3 separate regions of the Gossypium arboreum genome follow, and all the other regions are linked to region 3. The links are chromatin contacts, called in public Hi-C maps. All regions are on one chromosome and are shown on one strand. The core of a region is the stretch at or near the end of the contact, and the rest is flanking DNA. Distances in the headings are between cores, read along the strand shown. Region 1 holds the start of LOC108467249 (haloacid dehalogenase-like hydrolase domain-containing protein At4g39970). Region 2 holds the start of LOC108461379 (ATP-dependent 6-phosphofructokinase 5, chloroplastic). Region 3 holds the start of LOC108467161 (probable glucan 1,3-beta-glucosidase A).

The links. Hi-C and Micro-C count contacts between places; a contact is called where the count stands out from the background.
Region 1: a Hi-C map of leaf shows a contact between it and region 3, with 2.0 times the contacts expected there. The contact joins the promoter of LOC108467249 here to the promoter of LOC108467161 in region 3. A contact is called at or near these places in 2 of 5 Hi-C or Micro-C datasets (both in leaf).
Region 2: a Hi-C map of leaf shows a contact between it and region 3, with 2.1 times the contacts expected there. The contact joins the promoter of LOC108461379 here to the promoter of LOC108467161 in region 3. A contact is called at or near these places in 2 of 5 Hi-C or Micro-C datasets (both in leaf).

Annotation. Positions count from the first base shown.
Region 1 is chr2:5,941,189-5,944,880 of ASM2569848v2, reverse strand. LOC108467249 (haloacid dehalogenase-like hydrolase domain-containing protein At4g39970) reads left to right here and starts at 2,251. Exons shown (of 11, transcript XM_053023922.1): 1 at 2,251-2,827; 2 at 2,929-3,022; 3 at 3,192-3,236; 4 at 3,347-3,397; 5 at 3,525-3,635. The coding sequence starts at 2,463. LOC108467250 (mediator of RNA polymerase II transcription subunit 18-like) reads left to right here. Exons shown (of 5, transcript XM_017767841.2): 1 at 1-26; 2 at 150-249; 3 at 466-523; 4 at 791-1,147; 5 at 1,758-2,104. The coding sequence ends at 1,860.
Region 2 is chr2:6,782,634-6,786,442 of ASM2569848v2, reverse strand. LOC108461379 (ATP-dependent 6-phosphofructokinase 5, chloroplastic) reads right to left here and starts at 1,792. Exons shown (of 13, transcript XM_017761219.2): 1 at 1,220-1,792; 2 at 872-962; 3 at 410-483; 4 at 9-120. The coding sequence starts at 1,545.
Region 3 is chr2:6,339,008-6,342,686 of ASM2569848v2, reverse strand. It overlaps LOC108467161 (probable glucan 1,3-beta-glucosidase A), which reads right to left and starts at 1,666. Exons shown (of 11, transcript XM_017767706.2): 1 at 1,317-1,666; 2 at 851-945; 3 at 610-725; 4 at 393-512. The coding sequence starts at 926.

The sequences.
Region 1 (3,692 bases), core at 1,002-3,501, 400 kb after region 3:
TAGTTCAAGGAATTATAGAGACACAGGTAAAAAAATTCACACCCAAAATCATTATTTTATGTCTATTTTAGAAATTTTATAAATTTGGGGATTGATTTAAACAGATTTGTTTTTGTTCATTCTTTTTTTTTTTTGGGTGAGATTTGCAGTATGTTGAGGCACTTGAAATTCTACTTCAAGGTCTTTGCGGTGTAAATAGAGAACGCTTGAGGGTACATGAAATTTGCCTTAAAAGTGGTCCAAATCTTGGTAAGTCTCTCACATTTTCATTACACAGAAGAGTTAATTATAGTCTACTAATCTATCCATGACGTGTGATGGTATAAGCATTTTTCCCTATTTAGTTAATTTTGTAAATTACTCTCCTGCTGAATCATGTACTAATTTATAATTTATAAAACAGCAATATAAATTAATTGATCAAGTTGTTAGGTTCTGCCTTGCTAATGCCTAAGAATTTTACAGGATTTGTTACTTCCGAGGTCAGATTATTGTGTGATCTTGAACAGTCCGAGCCTGCTTGGTAATTTGGAGTTTTTAATTGTGCTTATATTATATCAATTCTATATAATTCGGACATGGATGTGTGAGTGTTTGGGGTGGATATATTCAATTTTTTTCAAAGGTTGCTCCGTGTTTGGGGTTTCATATTCTCATATCCATGTCTAGATATACAGTTGATACAGTGTCGGACATGAATACTTCAAAAAAAGTAAAGGGTCAAGAATAACGTAGTTGGTGTTATTTTTTGTTGTGTTGGGTGGTTATTAAGTTTATATAATGTTTGTAGGACTGTGAAACATGTTGGGGGTGCAATGAGGGGTGCTGGAGCAGAGCAAATCTCTGTGCTGGTTAGAAGTATGGTAGAAAGCAAAGCCAGCAAGAACGTGCTTCGATTATTTTATTCACTTGGATATAAGTTGGATCATGAGTTGTTGAGAGTGGGATTCACCTTTCATTTCGAAAGGGCTGCTCAGATAACCGTGACTGTCTCATCGGTTAATAAGATGCTGAAACTGCACGCAACGGATGAGGCTGTCCCGGTAACACCTGGTATACAGATGGTTGAAGTGACCGCGCCTGCAACATCGGAAAATTATAATGAAGTCGTTGCTTCTGTCTCTTCTTTTTGTGAATATCTTGCACCGTAAGAGCCTTTTTTCTTCTTGCTTATTAAGATGCATGGCTATTATAGAACTTGTCTACCTGAAAATAGGATCCTCAAACATGATTTTGTGATCGTTATTTCATGGTTTTGATTCTTTCCACTGATGATATTTACTACAATTGACTAGACAGCATTCATTACACTATGCAACTATTAGGGGGACTGCCAGATATGAGTATTGGTCACTGGTCACACAAGTGTTAGACATGAGTGTTCCTGGGAAAATGAGAAGTCGAAATAACATAACTTTGCAACTGTGAAAAACGCGATGCACAACAAGAATTTAAGTAATTGGGCTAATCATAATCTAGTCTTTTAAGCTCATGATGATTGTATAAATCATCATAAATATGAATTATCATTTGTATTAGGCAGCAGGAAAACCTGTTTCTAGTGATTATAATAGATTAGTGTTTCTTATACTATGGTTATGATTTTAGATATTCAGCTTCTAGCACATAGGATATGGTATTTTGATGGATCCTGAATGAAGGATTTGTGTTAGCGTAAGAAACTGGTGGCTTTGTCATCTAATTTTGATTGTATAATTTGTATCGCGGACAAAGCTTTGTGGTGTTTGATTTTGCAGGCTGCTGCATTTGTCAAAGCCAGGCGTTTCAACCGGGGTTGTCCCGACAGCTGCTGCAGCTGCCGCATCTCTTATGTCAGATGGTGGAGGCACAACTTTGTAATAGGATTTGTAAAGGTTGCAGAATGTTTATAACAGGGTACTTTTTGCATAATTGATGATTCGTCACATTTCCCCCCTCTATTATTATGGCTATACTCAAGGATGCTATTTTTGATCCCATGTTTCAACTTCAAGACGATTTGTGGAGTTTCCATAATGTGTTGGTGGAGCTACGGTGTAACTTAGTCGTTTATGTTAGGCTTGACTTGAAATTCGATTCAAATTAAATTTGATTAAATATAAAACTAACTTGAATCATGGTATTTGAATGATTTTTGAAATACAAATTAAAAAAATGTGGTGTCTTAAGCTGAGCCAAAATTTATTTTCATATAATTTATAATTAATATTTACTTTTCTTCGACTTCATTTGTAATCATATATCGAATTGGTTGATTGAATTGAGAATTGATTGAGATACCAATGCCGTGAGAGGGTTAGAGGGGTTGGCATGCAAATCCAATTGCAAAATTGTATGCGTTAAAAGGTAACGTTGAAGCTGGAGAGATATCCACAGCCACACGAACCAAACCCGCCAAAAAATTACCTCCTTTTTAACTCGAAAACTCTCCATTTTAGACCAATCAGTGAAGCAAATCAGCCATGGCGTCTCACTCCACACTCTTTATCTCTCCTCAAAACCTCTCCTCCAACTTCTCTTCTCTCTTTTATTACTCACCACGGTCCCTCACTTTCAGAACCAAAAGGTCTTCCTCCCTTTCCTTAACCACCACAAAGCCCCGACGACTCTCCCTCTCTGTCTCAGCTTCCCATTCTCTTCAAGCTCTCATTTTCGACTGCGATGGTGTCATTCTAGAATCCGAGCACTTGCATCGCGAAGCTTACAACGACGCTTTCGCTCACTTCAATGTTCGTTGCCCTCCTTCTTCACAGCCCCTTAATTGGGACCTTCAATTTTATGATGTGCTCCAGAACCTGATTGGTGGTGGCAAACCCAAGATGAGATGGTTCTTTCTTTCTTTTTTCTAAATATTTCTGGGTTTCTTTTATTGTTCTTAATTTTTCTTGTCGCTGATCGGTTTAATGGAGATTTTTGGTATTCCTGAAGGTACTTCAAGGAACATGGATGGCCAGCTTCTACCATATTTGAGACGCCTCCTGAGAGTGATGAGGAACGAGCTAAGTTAATTGACACTCTTCAGGTATTATTAATAATTATATAGCTTTGATGTAGTGACTGCCAATGCCAATGAAATCATGGGGAAACAGGGAATGGAGGTCCAATTAAGCTTTAATTTGATCTTTGTATAGGAATTGTGAAATTCTCTTTATTGAAGAACTTATGTACGTGGTGCTGTTACATCTTTGTAGGATTGGAAGACTGAAAGGTACAAAGAAATAATCAAATCTGGAACTGTAAGCAGACATTATTGTTTATCACATTGCATTTTCTTTTATCTCTTCATTGATTCTGAATTGGTTATCCATATTATTGAATAAAAAGAGAGTGGTATTGTTTTGATCAGGTGGAACCTAGACCTGGAGTTTTAAGATTGATGGATGAGGCCAAGGCAGCTGTAAGATACTCTACTTATTTATCAATTGAGATTGATAATCAATTCATGATCCTTTCATTGCAATCAATCCAAATGAATTCAATACAATCCTTTGTTTGTGATGCCATTTTCTTTCTCCAATCTGCAGGGGAAAATGCTAGCTGTTTGCTCTGCAGCAACTAAAAGTTCAGTTGTACTATGTCTTGAGAACCTTATTGGAATGGTAATTTCTGGTGGCGATTCATACCTAAACTGTGAGGTATTGTCCACTTTGATCCAAAAGTTTCGTGGTTTGTCTCATTAAAGACATCTCTTG
Region 2 (3,809 bases), core at 543-3,042, 440 kb before region 3:
GTGCTGACCTGTCTAATGACATCATTAAGACCAGGGCAAAGCCCACCACAAGTAACAATTGCAGCCTTCACTTCTTCTGGTTTGAAATATATTTTCTCTCGAGGCCCAGCACGATGAACCCTAAGATGATATGTAATGTTACATAATATCATAACTGCCAAATGAACTACAAAGTTTCATACATTAAACAAAGACAGTGATAAGGGAATATAAAACATGGTAACAAATGTGGACACCTGATGACAGTGGACATATAAGTTACAAAATCTACTAGATCAATACAAAAGTTGGGAAACAATATTAAAAGCAATATAACATTATTTTACCACATATTATTAAGTATTGTAGTGAATGCAATAGAATGCATGAGTCTATGTAAACCTATAAATAAGTAGAGAATTATGCTTACCATTGTTCAACCCAAGTACAGTTAGGATCAATGCACTCCGCACCGGCAGATGTAGGAGACGAGTAATGTATGACCTGAAATATTTAAAGATCAGAATCTTGACCAATCTAGTCTAAATGCAGACGACTAACCGAAGCAAATGAAAGATTATTTCTGCAGAGCTCGAACAATTAAACCAATATCTTGATTTAAGATATAAAGATAAAAACAGAGAGACAAGCAAACCAGAATTTACTTCTAAAGGAGCAAGACAAGTAAATTTCTTTCCTGAAATTATTTAAGCCATTTCAGGTGATTTTGAATTCACATTTCAAACAGATACTCAACACATGGAAATTATCAATTTTGAACATGATCTCCAAGCTCTAAACGATAAGCTCATGTAAGAATTTCAATTCTCCATAACACAATTCAGCAAAACATCAGTGAAATTTAAATACATATATATGGAAAAGATATTACCTTAAGAAGCACTCTATCGTTATTATTAATATAACCATGCCATTCCTCATCCGACGGATAGCCTTCCGCAAAATCCTCAGTTACCGGAGTTCTGTAACAAAAAAAAAAAAAAGAAGATCATTTAAGTTCTATTTGCTAAGTTCAAAATAAATAATTACTTCACAAAATAAATTAATAATTAATAAGATAAATGCCATCAAATTCATTGAACTCCAAAATAACTACAATATTTTAGAATTTTCTCACTCTCGGGAGTAAAAAAAAAAAAGAAAAAGAACACTCACAAGAAGTGAAAATCAGCTGGAAACAATTTCAAAAAAACAAGGAAAAAAGGAACTTTTTTTTTACCTCATTCTGAGACAGAATGTGGAAGGAAACGACTGAGCATCGGGGAAAGTATCGGTGATGTGAGGAATATTAAAGCGTCTTTCGAAATCTTGCTGGAACTTTGACTTCCAATCAGGATCACTAAAATCGATACAATTTTTCGAGCTCTGTTGACTACATTCAACCTTGAAGAAACCACTAGTACTCCTCTGCGATCTCAGTGTACCGAGATTCAAGGAACTAAATCCATGGCGGAAACGGAGGAGACGACGGTGAACGTTGTCGTTTCGAGGGAGGCGGAGTTTCGGAGAAGCCGAAGTGGTGATCGTATGGGAAAGAGTTTCCATTAAACGACAAGTAAAGTTGAGTTTTTAGCTTTCTTTTTTTCCCTTTTTGTTTTGGTAGTTGCAGAGTCTATGATCAAAGATTCAAAGCTTTTTATTTTTTTTTTGTTTTTTTTTTTTATTTGGGAAAGCGGGGTATTTGGAGGGAGGGAGGAAAAATAAGAGGAGACAGAGAAAGCAGACAAATCGAAAACGGCAGCCGGTTTTGGCCGTACCTACTACAAAGTGTTTTGGCTTATAAAACCGAGGAGGCTTAAAATTCAACGGAGTTGCCACTTCTTTGACCATATTAACCTTTTCAATTTTTTTATTTTGATTAAAATTTGGCTTTTTTATCCTATAATACAAAAAAATAATTAAATATTAAAATGGTATTCTCTTGACATTATTTACCAAAATGGGTTGAAGTAAACAGTACCGAAGGGTTGTGCCAGAATTGGTGTCGACACTAATTTTTTTTTCTCAATCATTTAACCATATTAGCTAATAATTTATTTAAAAAAACTAATCTTATTTAAATGGTAGAGAGGCCATATGCAACGGTACCTATATTATACACCTATACCAGGCAAAATTGGGTTTGTACGGGTAAAAAAGGGTGGAGGGGCATTCATTGGTGGCACTAGGGTTGGAGAGCACATGTCAGGTGACACTAGAAAGAAGAGAGAGGCCGTCAGGCGGCACCATTGGGAGGAGGGACTGTCATGTGGCACCAGACCATTATAAATTTGAGTTGAACAATTGTAGCAATTTGTGTGTTTTCTTGAATTGTTGAAGTAATTTTTTTGTTTTGCTGAATGGTTGTAGCAGCTAACCGATAAGAAGAAAGGAAAGGATTTTTTTTTTGTAGAAGAGAAAACAAAGAAGAAAAGTCAGAAAGATATGTAAGGTTTGTACAGTGATTAATTTTTGTTATTATAATTTTTTACAGTTGAATCTTGTTTTGTTTTTCAAATAATTATTGAGAAATTTAATTATGTTTAAATATTTTTACATATTTAGATTGAAGATGGATAATCAATTTTTGTATATGTTTATTTCGATGGAGTAATTTTAACAAAAACAATTACTTGTATATTTAAATTTTGCCAACAAATAATTATGAGATTTAATAGAAATGTGTTGATTAATGATATGAAAAAAATGATCAATGCAAAAATTGTTAGCCGTTGTGAGAGAAGGATCTCGAAACTATACTACAAATTTCCAGTTTCGCCAAATCCCATCAAATTCACTAAGATGGAACTTGTAGATGATGAAGAAGTGGATACAATGGTCGCATTTTATTGCCAGAATCAGAGTGGCCACACTGAACCGATTTAACTGTTTGCTGAGTTAGTTAATGTAGAGTCAGCTGAAGATGTCATTCCACTAACTAAAGAACATGGAGTTCAAGATCCGTATACGGATGTTCTGAGAGTGTCTATTGATAGGCGATCATCTGTACGCAGGTTCAACATCGATTTTAATGTTCCACCTGCGTCTAATACTCTTAACCTGAGTCCCCGTTTACAAATACATCAGATGGTGATTGAAAGTGATATAGATGGTGAAGATGGATATGATAATAATGGTCCTTTTGATCATAAGGTTGAAGATTATAGTTATCCCGATCAAGATGAGGTCCCAGAAGATATCGACAATGAAGGCGCTAATGATAATGAAAATGTTCACGCATCTTCAGTCAGGAACCCAATTTGAGGCATTGTCATACACAATGATCCTAGGGCCCCACATGTTGATTGTAGATTCCGATACGACACATGCAGCTGAGTTCCTTGAGTATCCCGATATGCTACCTGTTCACCGATTAGCCACAGATCCCAAACGTAAGGAGTTGTTTATGGGCCAAAAATCCGCGACCAAGGAAGACTACATATTTGCCATCAAACGGTATAGCATGAATATGTCAATTGACTACAAAGTTATCGTGTTTAAGCTGATATTGTATATTAAGGTGTGTTGGAGGTTGGCAAAAGGGTGCAATTGGCAAGTACGAGTTGCATTTATCCAGAAGTCACAAATGTGGAAGATCCATAAATTTGTTGGGCCTCACACATGCACTTTTGCACGTATGACACAAGATCACCTCAAACTTGATGTGAAAACTATCTGCAACTGCATCTTGTCAGTGATTAAGGACATGCCGACCATTCCTATGTCGGTACTGATTGCCGAAATGTAAGAATTATTCCAGTACTGAATGTCATACCAGAAAGCATGGATAGTTAAACAGATGGTCATGAAGCAGTTGCATAAAGATTGGG
Region 3 (3,679 bases), core at 417-2,916:
ATTAAGAAAAGTAACAAAAATGATGCACAACTATCTGTTTCACAAAAAACCACTTTCTACTACATTCATAGAGAATTGAGGAAAATGAAGGCATGCAGTTGTAAATTTGTAATAGACTTTCATTCATCGAGGTAACCAGGAAACCAATTTGTTAGGATAAGACATAGATGAGTTTTAGTATATGACAATATTGACAACATCGAGGCAAACAATGTACTAGCCTGCTTTAGACATTGCTAAGTAAACAGGAATAGATAATGGTTTCACTTACTATAATATCCGCAAGCAAGCATAACACCAGTAGGTCCAAACAGTGAATCAAGCTCAAGTTTAGCATACAAAACATGATCAAATTGTGAGATAAAGACCAGCAAATTTGATCGGCTTCTTACCGTAAAGGTTTCCCATGAAGATGCATCATCTCTATCAACTGAAATGTCCATCCCACCTCCATTCTCGGCAGAAACATATTTCTGCAACGTCACCGACTTGAATTGAACCTGTGTTCCATCCTACATTTCAATATCCATTAACATATGATTAGAATTTTCATGGAAAAAAACTAAGAAAACCCCATAAATCATTAAAAAATCAAAGTTTAATACTCACAAGCATGTCTCCATTGGGAATGCCATCAAATAGAGAAGGTTTGATCCAACCTTCTATAACCAACCACCCTCCTAAGTTCACCCCTCTCACTTTAGAACCTCCATGCACTCCCTCCACTTACAAAATTAAAAGAGAATTTCTTTAACAATTTTGGTCTTCTACACAATTAAGCATTTTCGTTTTTTTTTTTTCAAGATACAACAAGTAATCCAAGGAAAAGAAAACCAAGCTTTAAGCTGACCTGCAACTGCTACAGAGAAGATTAGCCAACAACAGAGTGAAAATAAAAATACCCATTTGCTAAAGACAAGTTCCATGAAGAATGCAGCCTCTTAACTGCATCAAACAAAAGCTAAAACATGGAATCCATTAAATCCAACAGAAAAAAAAAAGCAAAAAAGGAAGAGAGAGGGAGAGATTAAGCAAAAACGTCCCTCTCTCTGAAAAAAAAGAACCATCCACTTGGGAGAGTATATAATAATCCCTTCCTATCAACCAATCTACACAAAATTCAACCTTGTAAACCATAATATTTAATTATTTAACATGGGTTTTGCATAAATATACTGCATTGGTATCAAAAACTCAATCTTCTCCCCATATCAAGACAGAAAAAAAAAAAAAAGGAACCCCATTAAAAATATTTAACAGAAGAAAAAAAGAACAATTTTCTACAGTTGTCAATGAATAAAAAAAAGAAGGGGAACCTGAAAGCTTCTCTTGATATCACATTTTTTAAAGGTACAAAACCCAAGAAAAAGTGGTTAGAAAGGAAGCAGCCTTTGGTTAGATTTGGAGTTAAGAAAAAAGGTTGGTCTTTTAAGCACAAAAGATTACAGTTTGAAGTTGAAACCGCCTTTAAAAGAGCAAAAAGATAAGGCAGTTGGTTCCCACCACTTCCCGTTATACATTCACATAGAAAATAAGAGTTCCTATTTTCTATATTTATGTTTTCTTCTCTTCCTGTTGATGCCCAGAGTCTTTAAACCCAGTCTCAACTATTTTCAAGTTAATACTCTTTTCATTTCTTTTTCACTATATCATTATTACTACCGTAGTACAGCAGGAGAATATGATTTTGAATACATTTGGACGGATTATCTTCTTGTCAATAGATTGAAAGGGGTTATGAATATGATAAAATAAAAAATCTATAGTAAATTTAATGTTAAAACAATAATAGAAACAAAATTTATTGAAAACCCTTTGACCATATTTTAAATATTATCAAACTAAATATATATTTTGGAATTATCAAATTATATTTCTAGACTATTTCTTTTTAATACATATGAAGACAAAAATTCAAATTAGTAGAAATCATATATATTATTAACTCTAAATGTTACACTTGTAAGATCCGCACATTATTTTTATGAGAGAGAAAAGAGCTTGAATAGCCCTTGGCTTAATGGAGGTTTGGCTATTGGTTTAATGGAGGTTTGGCTAAGTTAAAAATATTGTTTTTAAGGGATAATATTAAATTATAAATTTTGAAAAGTTAAAATTTATATATTTTTATTATTTTAAAGAGATTAAATTAAATATTTTTAAGGGAGTAAAGTATAATTTTATAATATATTAACTTCTAATTATAAACTTTTTAGGAGATTAGAAGGGAATGGTCTATTTTGAGAGGATAAAGTCCCTATCTGTCCCTATATTTGCTTGTTTGAAGAAATTTGGAATTCAAATTTAATTTGATGTAAATTATAAGTGAATTCTTTTCGTATTTCATTTTAGTTAAAGTTTTAAGTTAAATTTGTTAAGAGTATTATTTTTATGCGTGTATTATTATATAAGTTAGCAATAAATTAATTTAATTGGTAATATTTTGTTACTCTTATGACTTATTTTTAGCAAAGAGAAAGGAAAATTTTTCCTTTAGTTTGAAGAGGTTTTGTTTTTTACACAAATTTTTGCTCATCTTTCTAATTTTAAGTTTAAAATTGTACTAGCTATTCTGTATTTTATGCCTAATTGTTATAATACATATGTAATAAATAAGTTTCTTCCTCGTGTTATTATACTAATAACCTAACAAGGCATTAATGTTTCTTATGTCATAGTTATGTTCATATTATTATATTTTAATGGGTAAACTACTCCATTAGTCACTCAAAATGATAATCGTTCCTACTTTGGTTTTGTTTATTTGGTCACTATAAAAAAAGAAATTGATCAAATTGGTCACTTTAATGGAAAAACTAACAGTGTATTTTTACATATTATTTTGGGCTGACCAAAATAAGAACAACTCCTATTTAGAATGACTAACAAGTAGTTTACCTTAATTTTAAAATGACTAACATGAAAACGTACAATTAGCATTATGTTACCATCAATTGGTGGAGTGACAAATTTGATCAATTTTTTTTTGAGTGATCAAATTAACAAAAAGAAACTAAATGATCAAAATAGGAATAACCTCTATTTAGAGTGATTAATAAAATAATTTATGGTATTTTAATTTTCAATTCCTTTATAATTATAATATCTAATTATAATTATAATTATTTGAAGGTTAATTATGTATACCTATAATCATACTTAATACTTTACTTTGTTAAAGGGGGAAAAGAAAAGGTTGTGAATAATTGATGGATTGAAGGGCAAAAGGAATCTTATGCAACCGACCTTTTTTGACACCAAATTATGTCGATATTATGGGCGGTCTATCCTTTTTGCTTCTCTCTCTTGTCACCCTTTTAAGGGTCTCGACCCATCTTTTATTTAGAAATGACAAATTTGGATACTATTCAAAGATTTTAAATGAATTGTGAGAAAATGTTTTTTTTAAAATGCTATTGAGAGATTTGATATAAGATTTTGTCTTCAGAAATTTGAAGTGGTTTTAATTCCGTTTTAATTGGAAGAATTCATCAGTTTTTGATAAATGTAGAGTATTGGAATCTATGACATACTTTTAGAGAAGATAATAATAATGTTAACGGCTTGGAAACGATAGAAGGAAGAATTATATATAGTTATTTGAATATTCCCTTAGAAGGGTTGGCTTAGTTATATGTAATTTAATTGTTTTATTTATAAAATAATTTAAATTAAATGT